Linked DNA regions of Mus musculus: region 2 is linked to region 1. Evidence: chromatin contacts called from public HiCAR-type data. All regions are on one chromosome and are shown on one strand. Each heading gives the region's core, a stretch centred on a gene start, on an enhancer-like site or on the middle of the called end of the contact. The rest is flanking DNA. Distances are from core to core; before and after follow the strand shown.

Region 1 (3,335 bases), core at 770-3,269:
GATTACATTGGTTGTTGAGAAATCTTTCAAGGAAAGAAAGACGTAAATCAATATACTGAAGCATGTACATCTAATTAATAGAAAGCCATACATTTCTTGATATTTTATAGCATTCCACGTATTTTCACTCAAATTCTGAATGTTTTCTATATCATTTCTTGAGTAGTTTTTATAGAAATCTACCCAAATTCTGTTGTAGACTTATAATACAACAAGAGTGGACTAAGACAGACTCAATTTTGTATTAGGAGTTGTGGGAAAGTTGCTTGTTACTCTTCAAAGTCTCTCCATTCAGCCCATGCTGGGTTGGAAATTGCTTCACAGCTTATCTTCTGTTTTAACCTCCTGAGCACCTGCATTATAGGCATATGTCACCACTCTGCAGGGACTCTGGTCTTGTTGAGAAATAAGTTGCAGATGGGAGCCATCTTAATATTTAAAGGACTGATTTTTAATTAACTAAACAACTAAACATTAGTATGAAAAACACCTTTTAGAAGCTGCACCCCATTATGTTTCTACTGCCTAGGAGCCATCTGAGTAGACAATCATAGCAGTGTAGTTTATGCTGTGATACTGCACTGTGGTTGCACAGACATGAGAAACCTAACCTAGTTCATACTGATAATGATCAGGGCCAGTTTTCAGTTACTCTGTTCATCTTAGAAGCCTTTGAGATTATTTATTAATTATAAAAAAAGAATAAATTGTTTACTGTACCCTCAGTTTAAGAGAAGTATGTAAGAATGTAAAACACAGTTTAGAAAAAGATTCCATCTAAAATTGTCAAAATAAAGACTATTTTTGCTTCCAGGGAGCCATGAGACCACAAGCATGAGTCACCATACCTAGTAAAAAGTATGTATGTGAAAAACTACAACAGACTTCACTATTAGTGTCACCACGAGAGTAAGCTGTTTGATTTGGATAGTGCTGAGTGTCTACTTTAGTTCCTTCCCTTTTGTTCAGGTACTTTTTTGATTTCCAAGAAGAATGCAATTGCATTTTCTAGTTTTTTAAAGTTCTTGGAACTCACACCAAGATTTAGGTCATTGTAGATTGTGTGTGTGTATGTGTTGTGTGTGTGTGTGTGCATGTGTGTATGTGTGTGTATGTGTGTGTGTGTGTGTGTGTGTGTGTGTGTGTGTGTGTAGTGAGATAATGGATAATGACTTGGCTAAATTCTTGGTGCATCTTGTGGGTTTTTAAACTCAAAGTGTGTTAGAATAAAATGAGATCATGGAGGTAAAAGTACTTATCCTAGTTTACTTTCTGTTGCTGTGATAAACACTGTGAACAAAAGCAGCATGGAGAGAAAAGGGCTTATATCAGTTTACAACTTACAGTCCATCATGAGCAGAAGTCAGGGCAGGAACTCAAGGCATGAACCTGAAGGTGGGAACGGAAGTAGAGACCATGAAGGACTACTGCATACTGCCTTGCTCTCCATGGCTTGCTTAGCTTGCTTTCTTATACAACACAGGTTCATCTGTTCAAGGGTAGCACCATCCACAGTGTGCCAAACTTTCTCATGTCAATCACTAATAAAGAAAATGTCCCACAGACTTGTCTAGAGGTCAGTTTGATGGAGGAATTTTAACTGAGATTTCCTTTTCCAGATAACTCTAGTTGTGTCAAATCAGCAAAATGAACAACCAACCAACCAACCCAACCAGCCCAGAACTTTATCAAGTTTAATGTAAAGTGTTCATTATTTTTTATTATTGCAGGGAGTTTGAAATGAATTGCCTATCAGCTAAGGTCACATGATCAGCAATAGGAATTTAAATTACACACACAGAGGAAATAATTAAAACTGTCCTCATAGGTCAAATGAAAACTAAACAGAAAATAAGAAAAGGTTGAAAATAAGGTTGTGGTAAAGTGTACAGGTAGAACATTCTAATAACTAGAATTAACTGAGAGGAAAAAGAATTGCCAGAGATCAAAGAGGAAGCCACTCTGTGTAATATATAGATAAAAACAGGAAGTCCTTTAAAGAGAGGCTGGTGAGTATCATGTGCCAAGAATTCAAAATGACAGAAAACTGAGACGAGTCTCTGGACGTGATCAGCAGCAGGATTATAATGGAGGGGACCAGCTGCAGTTGAGGTTAGTGCCAGATGCTGCAGGAAGAAGGATCACTGAGAGAAACAGGAAATGAATTCTGCTTCTTGGAAGACTTTGAGGGAAAGTGCACTTCGTTTATAGTGAGCATGCTTGACTAAAAGGAGTCCATTATGCTGGTTATGTTGTAAAATGATTATCAGGACAAACCTGACATTCTTTTGGATATTTTCTGAAGCTTGGGAGATATGACATAGAAAAAAGGAGTTTTGTACTTTTTTTGTGACTATGGTTTGAAATGCTGTCTTGCAATGAGGTGGGGAAAGTACATCGATAGCTGGGATTTGAATGAAAATAATGTTTTTTTTTTAATTTTTTCTGGATAATTGCAAAATCTTTTTTTCTTGATATTTTAGCCCTTTATTACTTTTCATTTTTTTCTGATCCTATTTCCTCTTCCTACCTAGTTTCCTAGAGGCAATTTCAAGAAAATGATACGTGCCCCCTTCATCGACCATTACTAGTCATTAGCTCCTGAGGAAGAGATGGGACCTCATAGATATCTCCTTTACCCACAATGGAAAATTTCCTTAGCTTCTATGTACTCATGGTTGCAAAGGTGATGTCATGTTGGGATGGCAGCATTTTGTCATGCTCTTCTCCATCTTTTGGCTCTTAATTCCTTCTGCCTCCTCTTCTTTGACATTTCCTGGGCCTTTGTGGGGAGTGATGGTATAGATGTCCTGTGATATGTGTCTATATTAACTGTCACCCTCTGCAAAAAGAATCTTTTCTGCTCCACTACTTGTCCATGTATATAAACACAAACATTTAGAAGGTAGTTCATTCAGTGAACCATGTGAGTGTGTTACACCCTTGGGTCCATGCCCTCCATAGGTATTGACTTTTGACTGGATTCGTAGTACCTTGCATGGAGCAGATCTCTAATCCAATCACAAAAATGGTTGAAAATAAGGTAGTAGGGGGCTGGAGAGATGGCTCAGCAGTTAAGAACATATTCTCATGCAAGAACTCAGTCTAATGTCTGGCTTCCACGTGGTAACACACAACTATCCATAATTCCAGTTCTGAGAATCTGACACCCTATTTTGTGGGCATCATACATGCATGTGTTTCACAGATGCACATGTGAGCAAAACACTCACACACATAAAATAAATAAACCTTTTTAAAATTTTTTAAAACATTATTTATTTATTTATTTGGTTTTTTGAGACAGGGTTTCTCTGTGTAGCCCTGGCAGTCCT
Region 2 (2,926 bases), core at 47-2,546, 630 kb after region 1:
CCTATGGGAGGGCTGAGATCATTGCTGTGGAAAATCCACTTTAAATAAACAAGAAAAGTATCCCTTATGGCATCCCAGATCCCAGAATACAAAGTAAAAAGCTAAAGTAGGGGTAACATATTTCATTCTTCTGTACCCATATCTTGGTTAATGCATATTTTGATTACTCCTATATATATATATATATACTGAAATTCTATCCCTATATATATATTTGACACTAGAGATCATTGGCATTGTAACAAGTCTTGAGCAGATCAGTTTTCCCATTGGTCTGTCTCTAGGTTTATAATATATCCCACTCCTGCTACAAATTTCTTTCTAGTTTGAATTAATATATTCACCAAAGTTTCTTAATAAGACTATTTTTCTATTTTTGAGCATTAAAAATTTAAAATCAAGATCTCAGAAATGTTTACTTCCAGAAGACCAACTAATCTCTCAAGCTCAGTATAAGAGTCCTTTGAGGCAGAAGGCCTTCACACACTCCCTAAACTACACCATACAGGTTATGTTCAAGCCTGAGACTGAACTTGCACTAGCCTTCATCTCTCTTATGGCTTAAGTGGAAACTTTGTTTGCTCTGATATGGAATGACTAGTCAGGGTTTGCAGATTTCCTCCTCCTCATCTTCCCATGTTGGTGTGGAAAGTGTTTGATGCTTCATGAAGTGTGGCGCTGGGCTTAGATACTGGGCTTACATTCCTTGGAACATCATCCTCAAGAACCTGAGGAACTGTCTATATTTTACATAAAACTGGCCCCATTTGACTGGAAATTCTCTAACCACTAGGAGGAAATGGAGGCCTATCTACACTTTCTGATCACAGGGACACTGAGGAAAACAAAGAATGGTGAACAGGAAGTTAAAAGGTGATTATAATTCAAAATATCTCTTAAGAAGTAGAGTATTTATTTCAGTGTCAATGTCACAGGCTTGTATATTTAGGAATGTTCTAGGCAGAGATCATTCTCTCCCTGACATTTACTATTAGAATCTACCGTATACTTAGAGAAATGTCCATTTAAATACTGAAACAAAAGTGCAGAGCTGGGGAAAGGCATCATACTGAAGGTTGTGTTGGTCTGGTATCTATAAAAGGGACCAGAAGGCACCTAGCTTCTTCTGCAAATGACTCAGTTAACAGTCTCAGTGTTATCTCAGACTCAAAGCTCAGTGCAACCACAAAACTAGAAGACAATTCTGTGTGACCCTATAATTAGAAAGGAGTGTTTCTTCTGCTAAATATGAAGCTTTGCAGGCACTATGTTCAGCCTGTTGAATAGCCTTGTATCATTAATGAGAAAGGAGAGAGAGAGAGAGAGAGAGAGAGAGAGGGAGAGAGAGAGAGAGAGAGAGAGAGAGAGAGAGAGAGAGAGAGAGAGAGAGAGAGAGAGGAGGGAGGAAAGGGGAAGGGAGGGAGAGAGAGATCTGCTCACCCACTTGAAAACGGAAATCTTCAATGTATTCAGAACAGCTTGCATATTTCACTCTGACAACTCACTACCATATTTTCCAACATGGTAGTGGTTTGGTAATCCTGAACTTTTTTAAACCTGCCTTTTCCCCTTTTCCCTTCATCATTTTTCTATTGTTACATCTCTCTCTCTTCTCTCTCTCTCTCTTCTCTCTCTCTCTCTCTCTCTCTCTCTCTCTCTCTCTCTCTCTCTCTCTCTCTCTCTCTCTCCTTCCCTCCCTTCCTCCCTCCCTCCCTTTCTTCCTCCCTCCCTCCCCCTCTTTCCCTCTTCCTCCCTCTTCTCCTTCACTGCTTTTTTGGGGGAGAGTAAATGAAGATTGGATTGGTTGTTTTCAGAAAACGGAGCTGGATCAATGCACAGATCAGTAGCATCCTCATTGGAGTGGCTGTCACATGAATTCTTTGGAGACTTCTGGAGAAAAGAGAAAGAAACTGAAACGGTAGGCTCCAAATTGTTAATGAATAATTAGCTCTGATATGCCTTTCACCCTTGATATCTAGAATTGGACAGTTGGCACCAGGTTCTAGCTAATCTGTCAGATCTAAATAGTTATGAATATAATGAATTTGGACCATCCACAAAGGTCATTTTCTTGGAATTTGCACAAGCAAAAATAATTATATGATTGTCTGCTTCAGGTGGGAAGAAGAATATAGCTTCAAACTTGGTAAAATGTAAGTTTGAAATGGAATATTTCTTTGTGTAATAATGTATTTAGCACAACTGATACCAGACAAAATAGGACTATAAATATTTGTAATTTAACCTAGCTTGCATTAAGAAAGATTACTTGCAGAAACATACGGGGATATTTTCATCTATATTTTGCTATAATATTTTGGTGATGTTTTTTCTTAAACTGTTGAAAGATAAAAAATAGTTGATTCATTGCCTCTTTCAAAATGCTTTCGAAAATGATAAGTACAGTATCTCAAGATGTTAAGCAGCATGAATTCATTCTCCTCTCTGTGTGAGTTACATATTTTTATTGTAGAAGTAAAGTATAGTTATAAGTAACTTTAGAGAGATTCTACTATCAAAAGAGCAGTCTAGAAGAAAAGATGTATTTATAAAGTGAGAGGAGGAAAATAAGAAACACAAACAGGCACAGCTTTTCTGCTTCTTTTAGATAAACTATACTTATCAGAGCAACACTAGTACAATAAAAACAACAAAAAGGGTTTAATTTATATTTCTGATCAGTATAATTGAATTAACTTGTTTTCTACAAAATGTAAGTGCGTTGCTTATAAATTTTTTTGTTTATTTTTTTCTTGATTGGAAATATAAAGAAAGATGCCTTGTGACTTTAGACAAATATGAAGCTATCACTGGTATACAACTATTAGGAGCTGTATCCAGAGATTTAAAAATAAATAAATAAAAGGTGAATTCCTATCTGAGGTGAGGGAAGGGATGCAGAGGAATGTGGAATATGACCAAGGAT

What was found. HiCAR-type assays count read pairs that join an accessible place to other places.
Region 2: a HiCAR-type map of Th17 cells shows a contact between it and region 1, with 5 times the contacts expected there. The contact joins the promoter of Gpr174 here to the enhancer-like site in region 1. A contact is called at or near these places in 3 of 39 promoter capture datasets (cranial neural crest, hippocampal neurons and pre-B cells) and 1 of 115 datasets of contacts at active chromatin or transcription factors (Th17 cells).

What each region holds. Positions count from the first base shown.
Region 1 is chrX:106,621,837-106,625,171 of GRCm38.p6, forward strand. The region is part of intron 1 of Gm5127 (predicted gene 5127); the gene reads left to right. Among named protein-coding and RNA genes, the nearest start is that of Cysltr1, 20 kb to the left of the region's middle. Within about 2 kb of position 2,020, at least 24 of the 459 cell types and tissues checked have an H3K27ac peak or open chromatin away from gene starts, as enhancers often do. A contact at or near this core is called in Th17 cells and pre-B cells, where this site is marked.
Region 2 is chrX:107,254,582-107,257,507 of GRCm38.p6, forward strand. It overlaps Gpr174 (G protein-coupled receptor 174), which reads left to right and starts at 1,297. Exons shown (of 5, transcript NM_001358747.1): 1 at 1,297-1,535; 2 at 1,815-1,918.